2 separate regions of the Anas platyrhynchos genome follow, and region 1 is linked to region 2. Evidence: chromatin contacts called from public Hi-C data. All regions are on one chromosome and are shown on one strand. The core of a region is the stretch at or near the end of the contact, and the rest is flanking DNA. Distances in the headings are between cores, read along the strand shown.

The links. Hi-C and Micro-C count contacts between places; a contact is called where the count stands out from the background.
Region 1: a contact with region 2 is called in a Hi-C map of subcutaneous adipose tissue, with 2.3 times the contacts expected there. The contact joins the promoter of NUFIP2 here to the enhancer-like site in region 2. A contact is called at or near these places in 4 of 8 Hi-C or Micro-C datasets (liver, skeletal muscle and subcutaneous adipose tissue).

Annotation. Positions count from the first base shown.
Region 1 is chr20:4,820,754-4,826,736 of IASCAAS_PekinDuck_T2T, forward strand. NUFIP2 (nuclear FMR1 interacting protein 2) reads left to right here and starts at 3,905. Exons shown (of 5, transcript XM_038165848.2): 1 at 3,905-4,262. The coding sequence starts at 4,109. It overlaps LOC101804034 (a long non-coding RNA gene), which reads left to right. Exons shown (of 15, transcript XR_011804259.1): 13 at 1-102; 14 at 1,417-2,401; 15 at 2,494-2,742. LOC119713285 (a long non-coding RNA gene) reads right to left here and starts at 4,328. Exons shown (of 2, transcript XR_005260347.2): 1 at 4,190-4,328; 2 at 2,477-3,947.
Region 2 is chr20:4,738,680-4,745,169 of IASCAAS_PekinDuck_T2T, forward strand. TAOK1 (TAO kinase 1) reads right to left here. Exons shown (of 20, transcript XM_027471817.3): 19 at 6,395-6,490; 20 at 1-2,548. The coding sequence ends at 2,087. Among named protein-coding and RNA genes, the nearest start is that of ABHD15, 12 kb to the left of the region's middle. Within about 2 kb of position 5,107, at least 3 of the 8 cell types and tissues checked have an H3K27ac peak or open chromatin away from gene starts, as enhancers often do. A contact at or near this core is called in subcutaneous adipose tissue, where this site is marked.

The sequences.
Region 1 (5,983 bases), core at 2,655-5,154, 81 kb after region 2:
CTGATTTCTGTGGTCCCTGTGACGATCCTAGGGTGCAGGAGGAGATCCAGAACCGTCTGAAACCCCAGAACCAGGATTCTTGGAAATCCAGGACAAGTAACAGTAAGAGGCCTGGCTGAGGCTGACCACTAGCCTGCCTCTTGTGCTCCCTTTATACGTGTCCAGGAAGCAGCCTCCAGTTTATACGATTGCACTCTAGTAAACAATTTTTCATGCAGATATGGGCAGCAGATGTTACTCATGCCTGTGTGAACACTTCAATGTGTTTACAACAGGGGACATTCCTCAGATCCAGCCCTATTAAACAATGGATGTAGCCACCAGAATGAAGTCCCACTGGTTAAAGCCCTTCTGTTACAGCTTGCTCCGAATACTTTGAAGGGTGGTCACACCATCCTCGGGCGCTCGAGGGGATTGACTCAACAAATATGAGCAAAATAAAATTAGCTGGCTGAAGTGGCTGCAGCCCCAGCTGTGTCCCCACTGCCCAATTCCCAGAAGGGGTCATCCCTGCTGCAGGGCTGGCTCTGCAAGGCTGGAGCTGGAAGTCTCTGGAGCTGCAGCCCATTCTTAAGGGCATTAATGTTTGTCTGGCTCCCCAGTGAAACAGGCCAGGAAGTTTAACCAGAAGAAAAATGTACACTTCTTCATCTGAGGAATTCTGTTTGTTTAATTTCTCAGATGGCCTCACCCAGGATCAGAGAAGCTCCAGTGCTGCTTCACGGGCAGGGCAGAGGCAGGCAGGCAGAGGGAGGGATGACCTTCCCTTCTGGGAGCAGCTAACCATTACATGAGGTTTGCTGTCTCACAAAATTATGCCCTATGGATATTTTGGGTGCTGGGCTGCCTTAATTTTCTTGAAAGATTAACAGTGTGTGCTTATGGCATTTGTAAGTTGTGGTTTTTTTTTTTTTTTCCTTTCATTTTAAATCTACTTCAGCATGTGTTATTATGTAGAAATGTGTAAATTATTAGGGATAGGAAAGATAAGTGTCCGCAGTGTCCATTCCTACAATTCTGCTAAGGACTAAATGTTTTTTTTGTTGTTGCCTTTTAAGACCTCGAAGCCACAGCTTGCTATCAAACTGTCTCTAGAGGGTGAAGTCTTTAAAGAGACTGTATATAAATAATATACACAGTAAAGTACAAAAATGGAGTCAAGGAAAGGCCCCCCTACCTGGATGCAATTGTCAATGGCAGTGTTCTGAGCTCGGTGAGGACAGCCGTACCCCTGGTCAAGTAGAAGCTGCAAGGAGCACTGTCACCCCCATGATCCATCCTAAATAACCTCTACTTCTAGATCCGAGTCTTCCTCCAGCATTTAAATATCAGCTGGTGACTTGTGACCATATTGTACTGATTGAAATGGTATTGTTATAAACATAACTGGAACTATCCTCTCTTTTACTTTGTTAGGTTGGGTGTATTAGAATATAGGGCTCTTGGCAAGTTTGGATCCTTGCTAGAAACGAAAACATTATGGCAAAAAAAGGTAGGTAAATGCTGAACATGCTTTGTATAAGAGTCCTTCTCAGTATCTGTGCATACAGTAATTTTGATGTTTCCCAGTTTTGAGCTTTAAACAGGAGACACTTCGTGGATGAATTTCATAGTTTCAAGGTTTCAACTCACCCTAAACATTTAATGAAAATTAAATGCAGTGCCTTAAAGAGGGTTGCCTGTGAGAGGAAATCATTTATTCTTAGGAAATCATTGGAGTAGCTTCTAAGCTTAACTGCGTCTTCATATGAATTAAAAAATCACCTCAGGTCTGTCCAGGAAAACTTTCTCATGAGCTCTGTAGCAGTTGATTCATTCCTTGCTGCCTTCATTTTGCAGCGTTAAATGGCAGGCTCTCTGAAAAGCCATACACTTCAAAGCTTTATAAAATAGCCTTCTGAGTTCGAGCTAGAAATTATGCTGGCTCTGCCCAGCGTTGTGCCTGGATGTGGGAATGCTTGGCAGTGGGTGTGGAATTCCAAGGCAAATTACCTCTTTCCTTTGCAAGAGACCCTGCTGACTTGCCAAACTCAGCAGCAAGGAGGGAAACCGCTGCAGATGAGGAAGCGTGGAAGTCTCCTGTTTCTTTTCCACAGCTCCAGAGAACACCTCCCACCCAGCTGCACGTGTTATATAGCTGGTGCAGCGCTGCGCTAGCGAGGGCAGGGTGCTTGGTGTCACTCGGAACAAAGTCGGCTTGAAAGGAGAGCATGAAATAGCCCGACAATGAGAAATTTGTGCCTGCCCTTAATAGAAAGCGCAGCGTCTGAGGACTACGTGTCCCAGCATGGCACGCAGACGTCAGGGCACGGAGCAGTGCTGCATGCTGGAACTTGTAGTGCATGAAAAGACATCTCGGCACTAAGCAGGGTGTGCGGGGTGCCCGTGCTTCCTTCGCCAGGTGTGTTACGGGGCTTGGTGGGCCCCAGGCTACATTATCTTGTGTTTTTTTTTTTAATCTGTTTTGTTGTTGTTGTTGTTGTTTTTTTCCAGCTTTACATGGTTAATGTAAAACTGACAACACAGCGCTTCTAAGAAACAGAAGACTTGCTTCACCTTTCATGTACGTGCAACACGCTGCCCTTTGTATTTAGATTTCTGCTGTCTGTGTGTGCAGCTGATTTGTCCGTAATTGTTTGCTTTCTCCGGAGTCTTTTGAAGCCTGTCTTCAAGCCAGTTCCCTATATTAAAAATAAATTCTTCCAAGCCACCAATAAAATGTCAACTGTGATTAAAGCCTGACTCTTGGGTTCGAGAGTTGTCTCCTCAGCGCCGTGAGGTCGCTCTGAGTCAGCGGCTGCCAGCACCGTTACTCCGGGGAGCAGGGGCAGAGCCTCCCGTTCGCAGTCATCCTTTAAACGCTTTCACTGCGCCTTAAATTGCTTTGCAGTGTGCTGGAAGAAATGCAAACTGTAGGGCCTCTTGGGCACAGAACTCCTCTTTCAGGCACCTCCAACCTTGAAAAGGAGCCCTCGGTGTTAATGCAGAAGTTGGATTTGTGGTAGGGAGGGTTTTACTTTGTACGTGTTAAAGAACAGGGAGGGGGAAGCTGTGCTGGAGGCATATGCTTTCGATCGTATTCTGATGAAATAAAACTAAGGGAAGGGCTCTGTGTTTTGTGTGATGTCCTGCAGAGCAGAAATAAAGCCTGATCGGGCTTTCTGGACAGAGAAGCTTTATTATTTTAATTTCTTAAAATAACACACAGGTATTAAGGCTACAACTACAAGCCCTGAGAAGCTACGCAATCCTATTTTAAACACAATCCTATTTTAAGGATGGGCTATGCACCCTGTTTATTCATTTTGTGGCTATTATAAGTCTTTAATTACATGATTTTCTTTTACCGCTCACCCCCCCGGTTGCTGTAGGGCACACCACCACCACCTGCAGCTATTTCATCACCCTGAGCCCCCCACACACAGGGCTGTGACCCCAGCCAACACATTTTAGTGTCCCCCAACCCTCTCCTTACCCCTTAAACCCCCCCTGCAGCCCGACCCCTCTCTGCGACCCGGGGGGGGCTCCGCTGAACCAGCCCCCAGCCCTGCCACACCGGGGGCGCTCCAGCGGGCTTGGGACCCCCGAGGAACCCCCCAGCAGAAGCTCCAGACCCCTTCTCCTCCTCACCACATCCTCGGGAAGGCTGCGAGCACCCGTTTGTGGGACCCCCTTTTCCCTCCATCCCCCCCCAGCCCCCCTTTGGGGCCGCTCCCCACCCCACCCCCGCTCCCAAATCCCGCACCCAGCAGCTCGGGGGAGGCAGCACCGCCCCGAGCCGTGGGGCCGGCCTCTCCCCTCCATATTTTTTGACTCCCCCCCCGGGGTTTTTCCCTTCCCTTTCCGCCGGTCGGGGCGGGGCGCGGGGCGGGGGGCGGTCGCTGCCAGTCCTCCGCCGCCTCCCCCCCAGCGCCAAGCCGCGTCCCAGCCGCCGGAGCCTGCACGGCCTGAAAAAAAATATATTTTTTTTAAAGAAGGAAAACACAGCGAGAGGAAAAAAATATATATATAATAAAAAGGCACGGCACGGCTGCTCCCTCTCTCAAAAAAAAAAAAAAAAAAAAAGAAGAAGGCAGCGCCGGCAGCGAGCTGAGCCAGCCCCCTCCCCATGGAGGAGCAGCCCCCTCCCCACCACCACCACCACCACCATTACTACTACTACAGCCACCACCGCCCGCACAGCCCCTACCTGCCGCCGCCCGACGGCCGAGCCCAGCCCAAGCCGCTCCACAAGCACCAGGAGGCGCCGAAGCGGAGAACAGGTCCGGGGCTGAGGGGAATATGGGGGGGGGGGGAGGTCGTGGACGGGGCTGGTGACCTTCGCGGGGTGGCGGCGGGGCTTTCCTCATCCTCCTCCTTGCTCCTGGTCGTTCTCCTCTTTGCTCTTCATCCTCCTCTTCATCCTCCTCCTCCTCCTCCCCCGGCCCGGCTGGAAGCTTCTCCGCCGCGCTGGGGCCGCTTCCTGTCCGCCATGTTGGAGCCGGCGCGGCTGAGGGAGCCGCGGGGCCGCCGGCAGCGCCGGGCACGTGTGGGGCCGGCCCCGGGGCTGTGCGGGGAGGGGAAGGGAGAGGAAAAAAAAATAAAGAAAAATAAAGAAAGGGAGCGAGGAGGCGGTTGGGGATGAAGGGGATGAAGAAGGGGGTGAAGGGGGTGAAGGGGGGGGGGAGGCCGCCCCGTGTGGAAAAGTGATGAGCGTGCAAATCAATGAGTCACGGAAAGCGCAGGGCGGCGGCCTCCCTCCCTCCTCAGCCTCCTCTCCTCAGCCTCCTTCCCTCTTCAGCCTCCTTCTCTCCTCAGCCCCCTTCCCTCCCTGCCTCCCTCCTCAGCCTCCAGCCGCAGCCCCGTGAGGAGCCCGATGTTGGGGGAACCCCCTCAGCCCCCTCATGGAGAGGCCTCCTCCCGCTAAAGCACGACCTCACCCCCCCCAACACACACAGACACACCGCCCGTTCTGCTCATAAATAAATAAAAATAAAAATAAAAGCGGCCGGGGGTGCGGCGGGTCGCGAGGCAGCGCGGGGTGGGATGAGGAGTCGCGGTGCCATGTGCGTGGGGGGGGGGGTTGTTTTGGTTTGATTATTTTTTTTTAGTGTTTTTTTTTGTGTTTTTTTACGTCCCCCCCTCCATACACATACTCCTTGAAATCTTCACTTCCATCAGCAGGGAGCTTGGGGGCCCTGGGGCAGCTCCCTCCTGCCCAGGAGCCCCACAGGTAGCAGGGGGGCTCCCCACACACTGCCCCCCGACACCCCCTTCCTCTTGGCTCCTCACCTCCTTCCCACGTCCTCCTCACCCCCCAAAATTTGGGTCACTGCCCCCCTTGGCTCCAGGCCGGAGCCAGCCGCCCCAAACCTTGATTTGGGGCAAAACTCAGCTGAGTTGGGAAGCCTTGAAAACTGGGACTCGAAACTGCTGACACGCTGACTTGGTGAAATGGATTTTTTTTTTCTTCATTTTGTTCTTTTTTGCTCCTCGTCCGCAGTGGTCTCGTGACCGCGCGTATTGTTTTGTTTCGTTAGCTGGTGGTGTCAGGAGCCCCGAGTCGCGCAAGGTCAGCTGCACCACGTTACTCCTGAGCGGGCTTCCCCCGCTCGCTGCTGGGGAATATTTAATTTTTAGCCCTCGACTCAGCTGAGAGTCCCGCCCTGCTCGTTTTCTCTGGGATGAAGTATTTATGGGCCCTGTTCCGAGCAGCGCCTTTGGAAGTTGCAGTGGAAGTTGTGGTGGTTGGAGATACTCGAGTGTAGTAAAACCCTTTTTGATCCCTCTCGGCAAAGGGGGCTGTGGAATTTCTGTAAAGATTCCCTACAAGGATTCCCGTGTTCCCGAGTCGCGCAGAACTTGAGCAGTTACATCTGCCGCGCATCTGAGGCTCCAGGATGTGAGGATAACAATGATTTTTTTAGTATAGCTGCATAATTCAGCAGCAGCGGTGACAACAAAAACATTCTTTTCCAAGCTGGAGCCCTGCCCGCTCTCGGGC
Region 2 (6,490 bases), core at 3,857-6,356:
CATCCACATAAAAACAAAGCAGAGGAAGGGACAGGACAATTCATAGTCACCACTGTCCGCAGGGGGCAACCAGTCACTTCCTTGGGACCACTGCCTCGTCCCAAGCTCCTGTGACCTCTTAGCACTACAAAGCTCTTTACTAAGGGGCTGCTCAAACATGTTTTGGTAGTTTCCATATTTCCTTAGAGTGATATGCTATGTCAAGATGCTAAAAGTCCCAGTTGGATTCACTGGACACTGGCAGAGTGTTAAGGATTGGGAGTGGATGTTAATTTAGCTATAACGAAAGAACGTCGCCCTGTTGAGAGTTCCGAACAGCAGCGAGACACTAGAGTATTCACACTATAAATATGTCACGTGGACAAACACATTCGGAAAACCTTGCTTTTGAGCCCTATAAACATATTAAAGGCAAATCCTAGAGTTAGCAGCTAGTGTTTTCTTCAAGATGATTAGTGTGCAAGGAAAAACATTTACAAAGAACCCTGGCTGGTCAGTCCCCAAGACAGAAATCTTTGCCTCGAGCCAAACTCCATCTACCTGCACCTCTCCTAACCCCACAGCGCTGGCTGACCCAGACCGCTCGGGCACTGACACAAGAGCACGGTGGCATCTCCAGTTCCCAGCACTAAGGGATGACACTATGCCACAAAGTCCCTCGGTTCATTCGACTCCCTGCCCTTTTATCACTGTATTGATTTCACAACCTCCTTTGCTTCCTTTCAGTAGTACAGCAGCTCCGAGGAGCCTCTGGAAGTAGTGCCTTCTTGCGTGGTGTGATATGCTGCCAAACAATCACAGCATCTCAAGGGACTGTAAAGGTTGTAAAGTATTGCAGCAACGAAAATAATAAAAAGGAGCCTCACATGCAGCAAGATCTACAGTGGTGATGTGGGTTAGTCATCAACTGGGAAGAGTCATTGGCTCAGCTCCTCCTGGTACACTGTGGCAACTAAACATTTAAACAGTTGGCTACACTCTACATGTAAACAGGAAATTGCAACAAGCCAAAAAGGTAATAAATCGGTGGATGTAGTGTAATAATGAAAAACCCGATCAATGGCATTTTGTGACTATGGCATCCTTCAAAATACCTCTGGCATTTGAGACTGATTGGCTGAAAATCTAACATTTCTGAACGGAGCAAAAAGGACTACGCTGGGCTCCAAGAATTATTCTGATGCTTAGCTAAAATGAGATGTCACAGTATTAGCTGTACAAGTGCATTACTTACGCTCCTCTGCCCAACCTCGTCTGAGCTACCAGCAGCACAGTCAGGGAGTGCTAAAGCAGGAATACAATTTTTTTTTATTATTTTTTAATTTATTTTTTTAACATTTCTAGCCTGTTCCCTCCAAACAGGTTTACCTACACAGTTCTCGGGAAGCTGACCAGTGCCATCTAAGAGAACTTCACTTCTTACACAACACGGAGCGGGCACTTGGGTAGAAGGGCCCTGCCGAGCCCTGGTGTCTCCTGGCCTCTCTTCTGACCCTTCTTCCTCACCTACAAGTCTTTTGAAAATGCCTAGAAGAGGCAATACCCTAGAAATGTTTCCACTTTAATGACAAATAAAAACGGAACAGAAGATCCAGCTGTTCCTCCCCTGGATGTTGGTTTAAAAGGCAGCTTGCCTGGTTTTTGCAGGGTGGCAGTTCGAAATTTATGGACATGGGAGGAGGTCTCCATTCTCCCTCAGACTTACTACGGATGGTGTGACGAGGGCAGTCTGAGGCCCTTCTGTCCTGTCAGTGTGATGACCACCAGCCAACTCTTCTGACTAATTGCATATATTTCTCAGACGCCCTCCCAAGACCCCTCCAAAAAGTAAAAAAACAACAACAACAACAGAAAAAAAAAAAACAACAACAAAAAACCACCCCCCCCAAACCCTGCAGCCAAATACTATGACATCCCAGTTAGTAAACACAAAACGTAATGCTTTACAAAATGAATACAATATTCCATGTGCACCCAGCTTCCACACGTCAGCACCGCACTGAGGAGGCTGCTGGGCTGGTGTCTGTAGGCAGTTTCTGTTGGCAGACAGCTCCAGTGGAATTGCCACCCTCAGTTATTGTTTAAGTTATGTATAAGACATGTGTGAACCATTGGATATTTGTGAAGTAACACTTGTGCTCCTGCTCATGCCCTGTTCCGTCCGTCCCCCAGAAGCTGTCCGCCTCAGAGCCTGGGGGCTGTTGCGGACCCCTATAGCACTACCTCGAGGTACCCCTTGCATGGGCCCCGAGGGGTGACCCCATGGCTGGGGTCCACCTTGCATTGGATGGCCCCAAGCTTGTGGTGGGCCACCCATGGGATGACCCCAGTGAGGTCCTGCACCCCCAGTAGGATTGTGGGACCAGCCAGAAGCTCCCGGGTAGCTGTGGCTGAACGCCTCGGGGGAGAGATTAGAAAGAACCATATTACTAAAACCTAGCCTCATGCTTTCTGAGTCAAAGGCTTCGATCTCGCGAGCTTGACGCTCCAGCAGGCTTCGTATCCGTTCGGTACGCTCATTCTGTAATGCCAGCATCTCCTCCTCAATCTGGGAAGAAAAAAAAAGAGAGAGTCTGTAGCAGCAGGGCTCCTTTACGGGCACGGCCTCAAGTCTCCGAAGGACCTGAAACAGCAAACTAATGCAAAACCTTCTCCCCGGACTTCTAAAGGAGGCTGGATCTAGCTCAGATGTCCCCAACACACAATCTGTGTGCATGGCAAAGCTCAGCGAGTACTAGCTGGAGTGTCTTGGTGCCTGCTCCCTCATCAATACAGAGCCTTTCAGGGATGTGAATCCCAAGCCTGCAATGATACTAACAATTTGACACAGATAAATCTTTTAAGATGCAGCAAAGCCTACAGCTGCCATAGTAACCTACTGCAAAAGCACCTTTAGACAGAGCCAAGCACAGGATCTATACAGCCAAATACCTGCCAACACAGCTTAATGTGACCTCCACTGTTCGTCGCTGAATCCGACGATGACAGCTGCTCTTTTCTCCAGGATTCAATGTACTAGCCCACATTCAATTTCCTCTCCAATGTTCATCAGCCAGCTTTTCTTAGCTCATGTTTATCACCTCTTATCTATCCCTTTCCTAAATTGGTTGTGTTACCCTGATACTTCCCCCAGTGCGTGCGACTTAAGAAAGCAGGCAGTGATGTTTGCACCGGGTGGCAGATTATTAGCTGGATGATATGCAAGCTGGCAACTCCAGTATCCTCCCTGTGACACTGTTCCAAACCAGTTTCCAGCTGTACTTTGGTAGGGGCACTGGGATCAGCTCTTTTCAGTGCAGATAACTTTGGGCTACAGCCTCCTGACACCCATCAGGGAGGGATGAAAGCCTTTCTTACTGAAATCTTTGCAGGCAGGTGGAGAACCAAAGAATCGCTCCATTATCTTCTTGCCAGCACTGAAAAAGCTACTTTTGGCTTCAGTGAAATAGGCCAAAAGGGTAAAAAGCAGTAGCCAAGGCTTTTAAACAGAGCTCACTAGCATCAGCAGCAATGTGGTCAAGAGGAGTTATTTTGGTCTGTGCTGGAGGTACCGGGCAGAGCGCTGTAAGCATTCTCTTGCCTTAGTCAGGGAATACTCAAAATGACTTCATCTGGAATTTAGGAAACAATCTGCTCCTATGTGAGTCATCTCCTGAGCCATTCTGGGCTCTCAGAAACAGCCTTCTCCACTTGTCTGCTTCTTGGTGCTAGGTGAGTGACACTGACTCACGGAGCAGCCTTCCCTACTCTTCTGAGAGCCGTGCAGTGGTCAGCTGGCTTGCAAACAGCAAGAGGAAGGCGCTTTCTCTGACGTTAGCTCTTCAAAATGCTGCACATATTTCTTCCAGTGACACTATATAAAAAGAATCCCCTTTTCTTTCAGAACTAGAGCATCCTCAGCACATCTAGCTGCACATAGTTTTCAGTCTTTGCGACAGAAAACAAAACAAAACAGGACTTTGTGCAATCCAACTTTGCATGCCCAACGCGCTGTGTTAAAATGACATCACTTAGAAACAACCTCAGGATGCAGGACTGAAGATGAGGTGCCTGAGGCACATGAGAAGGAAACGAGTAAATCTGAAGTCTTTTAAAGACACTCCTGGGACACGCTTGTGACTGGTGCAATACGAACAACATCGCATCAGGGTGTAACTGGACCTCAGTCACTGGCACTTACAGACTGTGCAGGGATGGGGCTGGCTGCTGGCTCCTTAGCCTGAGTCATTTACGCTCTGTTGAGTTACTGTGGTGATGGGCACCACCAAAAACGGAGAGCACTGCGCTGAGAAGGAAGCAGAATCCTATGCACATGCTTACTTCTGGAACCTCATTTACCGTGGAACATCAGGGACTGACTTTGCCACAGGCTAGGTATGTAATTGTGCACGTGAATTCAGACATTCGACTTGTGCACGTACCTGCCCTCTCCCTGGCTGCCAGACAGCCTCAGTGAGCACAGGCACACAAATCCCTGGTGACACTGCTGAGCAACCCACACCAGAGCACTGGCAACTCCTACAAAGTCTGTCCACCCCTCCCTGTAAGGAATATCCCTGCAAAAGAAGGGTGCATCTACCTTTGCACCCAGTTCTTTTTCCTTGAGCTGCCACTAAGTAATTGTAATCCCAGCAAGAAAGTCTCACCTCTGGTCCACAACTTTGTGAGCAGCAATGCACTGGCATTGCTTATATTGCTAAATAAAGGCTCCCTCCCATGGGAGTCGATGGACTGTTATTTATTTATTTATTTATCTATCTGTTTTTAAGGTGTTAGTCTTGCAGAGACATACAGGACACATTAAAAAAAAAGGAAAAATTATCTTAGAATTTACTGTTGTTGTTTCCTTTTCTCCACTATACTATAACTTTACTAAGCTTCCTTCCCCATTACCAATGGCAAATGATTTGTATGGGCCTTCTGTGCACAGACTTTGATCCTTGTGCACGCTGAAAGACTTGTACAACATTAATATTGGTTGATGTGCGTTTCCATGAGCCACTGGCCTCAGTTCAGCTTTTGGCATCATGTTGTGTGCAGTGCAGTCTCTGCTGATCCCCCGCACAAAGAGATGGCCAGCAGCAGGCTTGCTATGTCACACTGCTTCCCAGAGCTCTCGTCAGCTCGCACCGCCAGAGGGCAATGCACACCCAGCCTGCTTACACGCTTACGTGCAGGGCTGTGACAGGAGCTGGATGGGAGAGGAACGACTAGCGATGGAATTTAAGGACAGCTATTCCACGCGTGGGTGCCACACAGGATCTCTGCTTTCACAAATTCAGTTACTTCCAGAGATTCATCTACTTGCAGGGGACCAAAGCACAGCAGGCCCATGCTGTGCTCTTGGAGATGCTTCCTCTGCTCACCATGAGGTGGAGCAGTTTTATTCCAACGAGGGCCCTCTACCAGCCAAGCATCCATCTGTTAGCCTCTGGGAGAAGTGTGAAGAACCTCGAGGCCACAGAGTAATTGCTGTAATTTAATAATCGCCGAGCAGCAGCAAAGTTTGGGACTGCTGTGTGAATGGTGACAGCTGGCACCCACAGAGCAAATCAAAAACGGAAAAAAGCTGCAGGAGGAAAGCTGTGCATTTCCTTTCACTGACTGCTGCACTAACTACCCTTCTTCTGGATTGCACAGACCCCTCCCTCGCACACGTTTCTATAAACACCATGTTTCTGGCACTGCATAGAAAAGCATGCTTCAACAAGGAGCCCCTTAACACATATAACAGCCAATTCAAGTTGAAACCCAGGGAGCAGCAGTTTGCCCATGCTTGTGGCTCTGGCTAGTGCAGTTTAAGGGCAACGCTGCTGACAGCAGTATTTCTGTAACAAGTGTCATTTCGTAGGGAACTGCAGCTGGGTCTCCACACACTGACAAATGGAGCAGAGCTACACCAAAATAATCAAACATATTACCATAAAAAACAGGGTCTCAAATCCCAAGTCCATCTAATACATTTTAACCCGTCCCCCTGCCACCTTTTTGCCCCCCCAAATTGCTTGTACCATGCAAATTTCAAGGCAAAAACCAAAAAACTTCATGTTAGGTTGTTACATCTGTTCTTTTATAAACTGGTGATGTTAATTTGCAGCTCAGAGACAGAATGAAGAGTTTGCTTTCCTTTCTGTGCAGAGAGGCACGACTCCCTCCGGCTCTGGCATGCCTCAAGCAGTTCTATCCCAGCCAGAAGCTGCTTACATAGGATGGCTGAGCTGGCAAAGTTTAGCCTGCGTGTCACTGAGCTATCATCCCAGAAAGGCGAATATCCAAATGATCCATGTTACTGTATACAGCAAGGTAAAAGCAATTTCTCTCTATGCTGATAGGTACAGTGCAATTTAGGATCTGAGATCTGAGTGTGCTAATGATGCTCGTATGCCCATTTTACCTTCTGCTCAAGGAGGGCCCGACGGAGGGATACCCTCTGTTCAAGATCACGCAGCTCCCGATCATGCTGGGCTTCTGCCTGCATCTTGATTTTACT